Linked DNA regions of Bombyx mori: region 1 is linked to region 2. A link is a contact called in public Hi-C data. All regions are on one chromosome and are shown on one strand. Each heading gives the region's core, a stretch centred on a gene start, on an enhancer-like site or on the middle of the called end of the contact. The rest is flanking DNA. Distances are from core to core; before and after follow the strand shown. Region 1 overlaps LOC101737884 (ABC transporter G family member 20). Region 2 holds the start of LOC101737884 (ABC transporter G family member 20).

The links. Hi-C and Micro-C count contacts between places; a contact is called where the count stands out from the background.
Region 1: a Hi-C map of posterior silk gland shows a contact between it and region 2, with 2.8 times the contacts expected there. The contact joins the enhancer-like site here to the promoter of LOC101737884 in region 2. A contact is called at or near these places in 2 of 7 Hi-C or Micro-C datasets (middle silk gland and posterior silk gland).

Annotation. Positions count from the first base shown.
Region 1 is chr26:3,470,643-3,476,460 of ASM3026992v2, reverse strand. LOC101737884 (ABC transporter G family member 20) reads right to left here. Exons shown (of 16, transcript XM_012696254.4): 6 at 607-745. Among protein-coding and RNA genes, the nearest start is that of COPA, 39 kb to the left of the region's middle. Within about 2 kb of position 3,455, at least 2 of the 8 cell types and tissues checked have open chromatin away from gene starts, as enhancers often do.
Region 2 is chr26:3,422,891-3,429,219 of ASM3026992v2, reverse strand. It overlaps LOC101737884 (ABC transporter G family member 20), which reads right to left and starts at 3,403. Exons shown (of 16, transcript XM_012696254.4): 1 at 3,127-3,403.

The DNA of each region.
Region 1 (5,818 bases), core at 2,206-4,705, 47 kb before region 2:
TGTTACAAACATACTCACATACTTACATAGATACACACATGCACATATACGAGTGAATACATACACACATACCAAACGAATTAAGGCGTGTCGAAAAATTCACACTAACATTATTAACTATCAATTGTACTCTTACTTACTTACTCTTACTCTTTTTAATGCTCAGAGCATAGGTAAACTCATAGCAAGCTCGGATAGTGAGCGGTTACCGGAGTCTACGGAAAGTACAGGATGAATTTTCGGTAGGCAGCGGCTTGGCTGTGCCCCTGGCTTTGCTGAAGTCCATGGGCGACGGTAACCACTCACCATCAGGTGGGCCGTATGCTCGTCTGCCTACTAGGGCAATAAAAAATAAATAAAGAATGCCATCATTCATTAACGCCTAAGAACGAAGGAAAAGCTGTATGCTGACTGTTTCATAGCAGAAATATGCAGACTGACGTTACATATCTATGCGGCTTATTAACATAAGCCCAAGCAGTTGTTACTTACAAAAACCCAAATAAGTAGCTAAAATTGTATCTTCATTGGTTTTGAAGTACTGGTTAGAATATTAATAGGTACATGAGCAGATAGCTACATAGTGGATATTCATATTATACTTACGGGGTCTTCGTTGTGGAATTTCATATTGAGCTAAGGCAAGCTTAAGAAAGGCCTCCTCAAGGGTATTGCACTCGAACTTTCTCAGAATTTCATCTGGAGAATCTTCCGCCAGCAACTGTCCATCTCGCAGTAAGCCTATCTGTGAAGAGCGTCTTATTAGCCGTCAATAACAGTTGACAATACGTAATATTTATTTTTATTAATAGTCTCGATCTTGGATCGGGTAATATTCTAAATTAATTTTACAAGTTTTTCAAGGATGCATTTCATGAAAAAAAAATATAGTTTAAAAAAACTAACAAAATACGCTTTTATAGAAAATTCAACTAAAAAATAGAAAATAAATTTGAATTCAAAATATTGTAAGAAAAAATGATATTATTATTTATTTTTCATTCTTTAGTTGAATTTAATTTTTTTTGTTTTAATATTGAGTTGTCATCGGTCCTTAATAAGTATACAAAATTTCGAGTTAATCCGACGTTTTGAAGGGGGTCAAAATCATGTTCAAAGATGATTACGTTACATACATACGCATGTCTGAAGCTAATATAAGCGTATTAGAAGAGGTAAAACGCAAATCCATGGCCACGTATGACGTCAAACATAGATCAAATACCACCGGTATATTATATGAAAATGCGAACCTAACTGAAGATGATAATCTTCACGTACAACGTCTATGATAAAAGAATTATATTGTGTCATCACAGTCGGTTACTCTTGGCAGAGTCGGTTACTCGTGGTCATGTGGAATTTTTGTTTATTAAAGCCTTTACAGGTGTTTTCCATAGTTTGCGAACTGAGGCTAGGCGCACGAATTCGTTAAGTTGGGTTTTAGTAAGGTCTTTCACCCGATCAGTCAGCGCATGGGGTCCACGAGACCTTTTACCATTGACCCTCCTACCCTGAACAACAAGTTCTACCAACACGTTATATTGTGTAACAAATATAAAAAAACGCACAATAAATTTTCATGATTGCTGGTCTTAGGGTCCAGTGTGGCTGTACGGATAGGTACAAGCGTCCTGGCTGTTTCTATCGCGAAGCAGACATGTGCTCCAGTTTAGAGGATGTGAGATCTATCGTAAAATACAGTTGAGAATTTGAACTTATATTGTAGTAAGGTGGGTTGGGGTGGTGAGTAAATGCAAAGGGAATAATGTTATGGTCCGGAACTTTACTGGCGGTAGGACGACTTGCCAGTCTGCACGGGCAGGTACCACCACCCTGCCGTGAAGCAGTAATGCGTTTCGGCTTAAAAGGTGGTGCAGCTGTTGTACTGGTATGACTTAGACCTTAGAACTCTTGTCTCGAGGTGAGTGGCGACATTTAAGATGTAGTTCTCTATGGGCTCCGGTAACCAATTATCATCAGGTGGGCAACTCGTCCACCCATATAAGCAATAAAAAAAACTTGTAAATATGCAAATATCTTGCGTTCTATGATAGCTACCGCCACCAGTACCCTTGTTCACGTTAAGATGTCTGTGGACCATACGAACCACTAGCTGGATGAAGAGCGCGTCTAAATTCATCTAGCAGCAAAGTATAGAACAAAACAAAATATACAGTTCAAAATATAATAGCAAAAACAAACAATGTTTTTTTTTGTTTTTATCTAAAAGAGTAACCATTCCTGTATAATTAATTATAATTCGAATAAGTAACTCTAACAAACAGAGTGCTTTGTATTTATCTTTTTTTTACAACAATAAAGACAGCACTCAAACAGTAATTCAATTATTATACAAAAACATAGGAACATTTCAATGTTTATTCCGTATCATAAATTTCACGTATATAATTAAACTTTGAAACTGTTTTAATATATAAGTATGTACAAATGAATATCAAGGCGTGAATTCACACACAGCTGAGTTAATTCACAGAAACAATGTCGGTCCAGTGTACTAACATATACGTACGTTATGACATATAATTTATCACCAAGTTCCAAGATTCAACAACACGTAATGTAAAAAAATATAACGATACAAAACCTGAAGCGGTCAGCATTTACATTTTTTAACACAATTAACATTTTTTTTTAATGCTTAGGCCTAGGTCGCACTACGGTTAAGCCCAAGCGGTTTAAAGCCGTGTGAGTTTATGAAATAGAAAAACGAATACAAGCAGCCGCCGGTGGTAGGACCTCTTGGGAGTCTGCACGGGTAGGTACCACCACCCCGCCTATTTCCGCCGTGAAGCAGTAATGCGTTTCGGTACGAAGGGTGGGGTGGCCGTTGTAACTATATTGAGACCTTAGAACTTATATCTCGAGGTGGATGGCGCATTTACGTTGTAGATGTCTATGGGCTCCAGTGACCACTTAACATCAGGTGGGCTGTGAGCTCGTCCACCCATCTAAGCAATAAAAAAAAACCTAATCTGAGCTTGCGAAGGAGTGATGAATGCGAACTATACTTCTCATATGACCTTGAGATATCTCATCGCTATGTTTGGAACTAAAAATATAAATGTTAACATTATATAACCCTAGTCTGTCCGTAGTCTGTATACAGTCTAAGTTATCACACAGTTTTAATGTTTCAACTACAATAATTTATTATTTTTATCTATTTCTGCCGTCAGTTTAACGACACTTTAGTTTTTAAAATTTAATTTTGCTAATTCATTTTCCTGTACATTTTCGTTATGTTGTTGTATCAAGGTACAATAAAGTATTTTGTATTGTTTTGTTATGCAATTAGTCAACTTGATTAAGGGATATGCAAATTGGAAAATTTTTAATTACGAAAACGCTCTCATAATTACTATAAACAGCGTTTCATAGAAGTAATTGTAGATGAGTTGCTGCAATGCGGCCTTGGGAAATGCATTCATTATCCGTCTAGGTTTTCTATTCGAGACAATTTCGTCATTGTTAGGAAACGTGTTCTCACACTATGAGCACTACTGTCATTTTGTTCGTACTTGAATTCGTCTCGACGAGCTAGAGAAACTTAGGTTCCGCGTTATGTCTTTTTTGCCTCATTGAGCTAGCTACACTACCGTAATTATGTTGAATAATAAATTAAACTTTTTAGCGATAAGACCGCCAATTGTATTATACTTTTTTGTATTTAATGTTTCGCACTGTTTATTTGTTTTTTAGTGTACAATAAAGAATACTCTCTCTCTCTCTAAGCTTTTATTGACGATTCTTAATAAAACTTCTTTTACTGTTTTCTTTCTTTTTCTTCTCAGTCCTTTCCTTATTGTTCAGATACTTTACTCTTCCTTATTCTTCTCACGGTTTCTCTCCACCTATTCATATACTTTGCCTGGTGAAGAGCTTCGTTGGCCGGTATTTCCAGGTGCTAAGTAACCAGGTCAAACCACCGCTTTATGATTCGTGATCACGAGCGACTGATAACTATTCCGAGAGATTTAACGGGTCATGTCGAATCAGACTTAGAATTTTCTCTCGTCACTGATGCCTCGGAAACAATTACGGAATACCTACATTATATTATATTCGAGAAAATTATAATAACTATCTTTAACTAAGACATTGACACCAAACGTGCGTTCCGGTTTGAAGGGAACCTCATCTATATATTAATACGTGAAGCAAAAACTTTGTATCCCTTTTTACGAAAATTGCGCGGACGGAGGAGTATGAAATTTTTCACACTTATAGAGAATATAGAGAAGAAGTGCACAATGCTAATATTTTTTTTAAATAATGCATAAAAGATGCATTAAATCAATAAAGAAAACATTACACACACTACATACCATGTATTTGACGCACACACGCATGCATACTATTTATTGTCAAACTTTTGTTCTTGACGTCTGTGGTCAAATTGAGGATAGATGAAATATTGTTTGTCTTTGTTAATATTTTTTTATAGAGTAGCCTTGGCGAAATTTGTGATTATAGAAGTATAAAATACAATCATAATAGTGTACAAACTTACAATTCCGATTAATTATAGTCGAATTTCGACTACTGCGGGACCTCTAGTTTCTCAAAATGAGTGAGGGCATTCACGTTCTGATTCTTTGAGCTCCGATAAAAGCTCGTTCACCTAACTGAGCATTAAAAGTATTTATATTATAGAACACAAGATATTGGAATCCTGCTAACGACTTAAGATTCCATATTGTTGAGTAATTTCACCCGCTCAAAACAAGGTCTTCCTTTTGTCGTTGAACCCTAAACATATAAATCAATTGGGATTACTTCATCTTAATTACTATTTGTGCAACAAAGCCGTCTTTGAATTAAGAGGAAAAACAAATTACACGCTATTTATGCCCGTTCTGCAGTATGATCGGCGACGCGTACATTGTTTTCTACCAGCGCTAAGTAGTAGCTTGGCCTTAAGCTCTGTTTAATAAGTAGAAATCGGTAAACGAAGCAGAAATTTCTTGTAGTTATCGGTTGCTTCATATTTACAATACGTACTTAATATTTTTAATGCGAAATCGTGTTTGTTTGTTCAATATTTCTTAGCTATTCAACTGAACCTCATGATTCTATATACCAGCGGTCGGAGAACCGGGGTATATTACCCCAGATAGGGTAAAATGGGGGGGGGGGGGGGGTAAAAATGAAACCTTTCTGAGTAAAAAGTATATATTGAAGTGAAATTTCTTTAGAATCGTTGTGATTTCAAACTCGATGAAACGAAAAGAAAAAATTTTTTTTTTTTTTTTCAAAGTTATCATAGGGTCTATAATATGAAAGATGCTAAAAAGAAGCGATTTCGTTTTTTTTTTGTTCTTCGCCATTGGGTAATATCAACTTACACAAAATTATTTTGAGGTAATAATTAAAAAAGTTCCCCGACCGCTGCTATATACCTTGTCAATGACACAGTCAGGAACATGAGGTACACTTCAATAAAAAAAAGTACTAATCTTCAACGATGTTTTTTCTTCACTATGAGTGCGAGTAAAAAAGCCACGTGAAAAATCTAGTGTTCTATAATACGAAAACATCTGACAGTCGCGTCTGCGACATTCAAAATATCAGGTTTCTTGTTAAGCTTTATTTTTAGACTTGACGAGATGGTTTATTTTATATCTATTTATCTCTGTATTTCTTTGCAGCAACAAAACCAACCGGTTCTAAGTCCCGTTTTAATTTGCCAAAGTTCTATTGAGGATGTCTGGTCAGAATTCCCAAAAATGCTATGGTCATAAATGAAAGATTAATAGCTAATGCGAAACGAAATTCGTAGAATTTTAGAACTAGT
Region 2 (6,329 bases), core at 2,154-4,653:
CTATTTTTACTTTCTATAGCCTGCTATTGTGTTTTAAACAAAGAATTCAAGTAACGGAGCTCTGTGATTTCATGAGTGCTTCTTTAAAATAACAACGCGAATTTAGACAAAAGTATTAGACGGCTATGCACTAACATGACTCGTGATTTCTCACGAAGTTATAATTCAAATGTTATACACAAATTGTTTATTTTACCATATATTTATTTCATTTTGCATCAAATACTGTAAATAGCAAACGTCTTATTGTAATACTTATCTTTTAATGTCTTTAATTTGTTTGCATTCTTTACATCTACCATTGTTCAGTTACTTTTATATAGTAATAAATAAGGTGAAAATAAACACGTAATGAATGAATGTATTTAAATAAATGTTTTAGCAGTCATAAATCGTTGCTATAAAGACTTTGTCCAACAATAGCGTTATTGATCGAGATATAGAGGACACGAGTTTATGGAGCTCACAAGAGGAAAGTGAAAATGATTTATTTTGTTGCGAGGGATAATAACAATTTAATGCAATATTATCAATTTTCTAGTGCATCGAATGTCGCTTTTATTTTCGAACGAGCGACCCGCCGTCGCTTCGCTTCGGAAACATTAAAACACACATGAAACCAAAAAAATAAAAAATAAAAAAAAAGTAGCCTATGTTCATCAGGGACAATGTCGGCTTCTAATGGAAAAAGATTTTTTCAAATCGGTCCAGTAGTTTCGGAGCCTATTCGAAACAAACAAACAAACAAATCTTTCCTCTTTATAATATTAGTATAGATATAGATTGATACTATACGCCAGATTGCTTTGCGACAAAAATAATTAGAACGATGGCATCAACAAAATCCGCGGTTCGGCAGTATAATAATAATTATAATAATGTGTAACTAGTTCTGCGTAGCATATTTTAGAGGCGCCATTTTTATTTCCGCCATTTTATTTTATTCATCAAGTTATTAATCTTTGCTAGAGTTACGTTAAATTGTGTATGTTATATTTCCAAGTAGATGGTTAAAGTGATGTTTTTTTTTTTTTTTTTTTTTTTTTTTTTATGATTGAAAGTTTACTGGTGGCCCGAAGGCCTTTCCAGTTTCACCAGGACAGGTGGGCGAGCAGGCTCAGCCAAGAGGGGTGGGATTTGCTAACAACTGCCCGAGCGCCTCCGAAGGAGACCTAACAACTCAAGAGCAATTGTTTCGCGAATGAATCTACTACCGGATCGGAATCGCGACCCGCTGAGAAGATCCGGCGAGAAACTCAGCGGGCTGATGCATGGGTTAGGTTGCACGTCGACCTCTTTGTCGAGTTCGACGAGTACGGTTACCGGGGTCCCTAAGCCTGCCCCTAGTATTAGAGCTGAAGGCATCTAATGCAACGGTTATTGGATCTGATGGATCCGTAAGGACGTGAAGGTTAAAGTGATGTAATTCCAGATAGAATAATCAATTTTCTGATATCATTATATCTGTTTCTTCGTTTTTCGTTTAGAGTTTGATTCCTAATGCGTAAGTTTGATATAATGTGATAATGTAATAAATGTTAAAGTCTGCTATTAAGTTTGGTTTATTCTTCCTTTACGCAAATGGAGCGATATATTTTTTGTGTAGAGGTAACTAAATGGCCAATATGGTATAGGTTACTATTATTTGAAAATATTTGAATGAGGAATTCATAATTAAATTACTAGGGTTAAGTAAACAGATGCTATTAATTTTATTTCTTTGTTAACTACCAAAGTGAAATGATGGAGCATCCTAACATGCCTCAAATTATTCCCCTCTAACACAATGCAAAGATCACCTACAGTCTGTGAAGAGTGTAACGGTTAAGAGAAGATGAAGGTGAAGTTTATGATATAATAAAAATATTTTCGCATTTTATGGAACGTTGAATTTTTGTGCGATTTTATTTTCTTAATAACATGAACAACACAAATGCCACTTCATCTTGAGACATGAGTTGGAAGTCTTAGTTTTTCATTAATTAGTTTAGGCTGTCATACCCTTGCAACTGAAATGTGTTACTGCTTATTGCTTCACGGCAGAAATAGGTGGGGTGATGGTATATAACGATGTGGCTCAAAAGACCGCTAGTAATTACGTAAATTATGATTTTTCTATTTCCGAGGAAATTATTCGCGATTATTCGTTCATTCGAAAAATTGGCAACTGTCTGTCAGGATTCGAGCATCAACAGACTTTTTTCTCCGAATACCGCTCGCATGAATCCTGCAATGACGTTCAGAGAGAAAGAGGAATGACACAAAATATCTCAAGTACTGAAATGCCAATATCCAAGATAGATTAGAGGTCGAGACCTTATAAGAACTGGACAAAAACCAACACATGAATCCGTAATTTTTATTTAATGCCGAGGATGGTAAAGAGCATATTCAATCGGGGTGAATTATCACCGTAGTTAATGGACGTCAGTTGCTGCCTACCGCATAATTGTAATTTTTCTTGAGATACATCGCTGTCATGTTGAATCTCCAATAATCATCGTCATCATTTTTACACACACTACAAAGCGGAGTGCTTAGTCAAAATTATTGATCCCAATTATTTACGAACAATTTTGTAATGTTTTTTTCGGAATCTGAACAGTATTTTTTTTAAGGGATTTTATGACCTGGTAACTGAGACCTTTACGTAGATCTGAACAGTACGCATCGGCGTCTACTCTTTGAAATTCATTTTGTTCACAGTGCCAGACTTTAATAAACTTTTAACATTTTTTTATTTCAAGGATGAGGCAAAGAAATTTGTGTCACACGACCACGACCTTAAGTTTGTGTAGTTTGCGTCATATTTTCATTTTTAAATAAGAGCTTTTGTTTCGTCCGTATGTCATTGTACTGTTTAAAAAAAAAAGTTGTCGTCACAATTAATAAATTAGTTTATGTATTGAGAAAATGATCGCTGTCCCAGTTTTATCACAACGACAAACAAAACTAACGAAACAATTTCGTCATAAGTACTTTTACATTTTTATTACGTATACCCAAGCCGGTTTATTCAAATTATAATCTTGAGCTACAGAAAAAATAGGACAATTTACAAGCAAACAACAATAAAATTCATTTACATTTAAAAAATTAGATCGTAGAACATATAAAAGAACTCACCGAAATAACGAATGCTTCACCTCCTTTTACTTTTAGAAACGGGCACACTCACAATGATTAAGAAAAAAAAACACAGCCAGTCAAATTCACGAAAAAAAAAAATGAACGCGGGAAATATTGAGACTTACAGAAAGGAACTATTCAAATTGACAGTTGTTTGAAAATCGAACTCTATTTGACGTTGCGTGATGGTCGGGCGCAGGTCCGTACTGCCTGACATCGGCCGTTGAATCACTCTCTCTCGACGCCGGCGTAGTATTATGAATGTGAAGAGGGGACAGACAATATAATACACTCGGGTTTTCTCATGTATTTTCATTCAATTTTCGCTTTTTATTGGACTATTACTTTAAATTATTTTCGGGATTTTGGGTAATTATTCCAGTGTGCTTGTGAAACAATTTCGCGTAAATCGTAATAGTTTATCCGGTCTACTTTTATTTAGATATGCTATTGAGTATGTGACATTATATTATAAGTATCCCATTATTTTTCCATAGTAAAAGTATACCCAGCTTATTAACAACTTTACCTACTTCTTCGTATTTCTATATTGATTATAATTGATATGTCATCAAAATTGATTGCGTATTTTATTCGTCGATGAGTCACAAAAGGACGGACTCAGTTTGAATTTATCATATGCAACAGTTTTGTATGCACAGCAAATACAGAAGTTTGATTCAGTATTCATACATTTGATTTCATTATGTTATTGACGTCATTTGCGATGTTAATTTTTGTATTATAACTAAATTAATTACAATAAATCTTTGACAAATACAAAGGTTATGTATATAATAATATAATTTTGAAGTCGTCGTGGCGTAAAGGATAAAACGTCCAGTGCATTCGTATGTAGCGATGCACCGGTGTTTGAATCCCGCAGGCGGGTACCAATTTTTCTAATCAAATACGTACACAACAAATGTTCACGATTGACTTCCACGATGAAGGAATAACATCGTTTAATAAAAATCAAACCCGCAAAATTATAATTTGCGTAATCACTGGTGGTAGGACCTCTTATGAGTCCGCACGGGTAGGTACCACTACCCCGCCTATTTCTTCCGTGAAGCAGTAATGCGTTTCGGCTTGAAGGGTGGGGCAGCTGTTGTAACTATACTGAGACCTTAGAACTTATATCTCAAGGTGGGTGGCGCATTTACGTTGTAGATGTCTATGGGCTCCAGTAACCACAGAACATCAGGTGGGCTGTGAGCTCGTCCACCCATCTAAGCAATAAAAAAAAGCTACCGCTACGAATTAGTACTACTTCTATTGCACTGACGCTATGACCCCGAAGTGGGTCTTGGCCTCCGACAATAAACGTCGCAATTCATTCTGGTGCTGCACAACATCTTGCCAACCTGACACTTGGAGCTCAGGTAAATTTCCTTCCACAGCGTCAGACCAGCGGCACTTGGACCTCTCTACGGGGCGGCGTCCCTCCGGTACATCCGCGTACACCCGTTTCACAGCCCGATCCTGCTCCATACGCGCCACATCCCCAAGTCATCCGAGTCTTCGCGACTTCATCTCCCTCAGAATATTTGGCTCACCAAACAGTTTCTCCACATATGAATTAGGTAGTCCAAAATTGAAGAAATTTTCAATGAACACCAAATCACACGACAGTTGAAAAGCCGTTAAGCAAATTTACGTTTATTTAGGTGCCCAATTAACACTTGAAACGGCAAGGTGATGAGGCTTGGTCAACCTTCGTATATCTGCTAAACTATTTTCAGCACGGACTAAAGCTATTTAAAGATTAACGCGGATTATTTGAAAGCCATTTGAAATCTAAACATTGCGGTGTGAAAAAATCAAAGTTATGTATTATTTATATTATGATTACACATTATTGTTATAGAAAATTCGGATCTAAAAACGAGCATAAAGCATTTAAGGATCTAAATACTCGTAATAGCTTCATTATTTTGTTCGAAATTCGACCATTTTTATGCATTTTTAAGTTGTCAGTTAGGGCATTCATCGCGTCCGTGCGTAGCTGAAATAGCCCTTTAGGCTACCAGCGAATAGGTAGGTGGGAAAACAATTAGGGCATAGTATAATTATGGAATCACTTGCCGCACACATATTATTTATAGACAGTTTTTAGGGTCTCATATTAAAACGATTTAAAATTTGAATGCCACTTCTAAATTTCGTTAATACAATGCAATGACGTCACTGTACACCTTTCTCTGCTTTGGAACGCGCCGAGATATGGTCAAGACACAAAAATTCTACTCATGTAATATGACCCATATTTCAATGTTAATTCACGAAAATTAACACAATTATTTTGTGACTCAATTTTTTATAATAATAATAATACAATGTCTAAGTGTTTTTGTAAGCAATGAAGTGATTTCATACGAGTAAAATCATTATTACTCTAAGCCTTTTTTATGATTGAACGATTACTGGTGGCCCGGAGGCCTTTCCAGTTTCACTAGGACAGGTGGGCGAGCAAAGGCTCATCTAGGAGGGGTGGCATTTGTTAACAGGTGCCCGAGCGCTTCCGAAGCAAACCTAACAACTCAAGAGCAGCTGCTTCGCGAATGAATCTACCACCGGATCGGAATCGCGACCCGCTGAAGAGATCCGGCCAGTAACTCAGCGGGCTGATGCATAGGTTAGGATGCAAGTCGAACTCTTTGTCGACGAGTACGGTTACCGGGGTCCCTAAGCCTGCTCTTAGTGTTAGAGCTGAAGGCATCTAATGAAAAGGTAAGGTGTATAGGGCATTGGCATGTCTATGCATGCTTAATGCCATAATTTTTTTTGATTGATTTTTTTTTTATGAAAAAGACGTTGTAACTCTACTGAGACCTTAGAACTTATATCTCAAGGTGGGTGGCGCATTTACATTGTAGATGTCTATGGGCTCCAGTAACCACTTAACACCGGGTGGGCTGTGAGCTCGTCCACCCGTCTAAGCAATAAATAAAAAAATAACCATTTCGAAGAAAACGCTAGCTGATTACAGAAAAGCAATTTTTAGTGAAAAACTATATTTTAATACAGTCCGTCTTCGTTATGCTACTGATGATGTCAACAACTTGAAAAGCGATAAAATTTACAATAAATATAATATATTAAATATTAAATACATATATTTACATTAAATATAATATACAATAATCATATGTAATGTTTACTGTATGCACTAGGTTTATGTTCCTAATTCTTCTTTC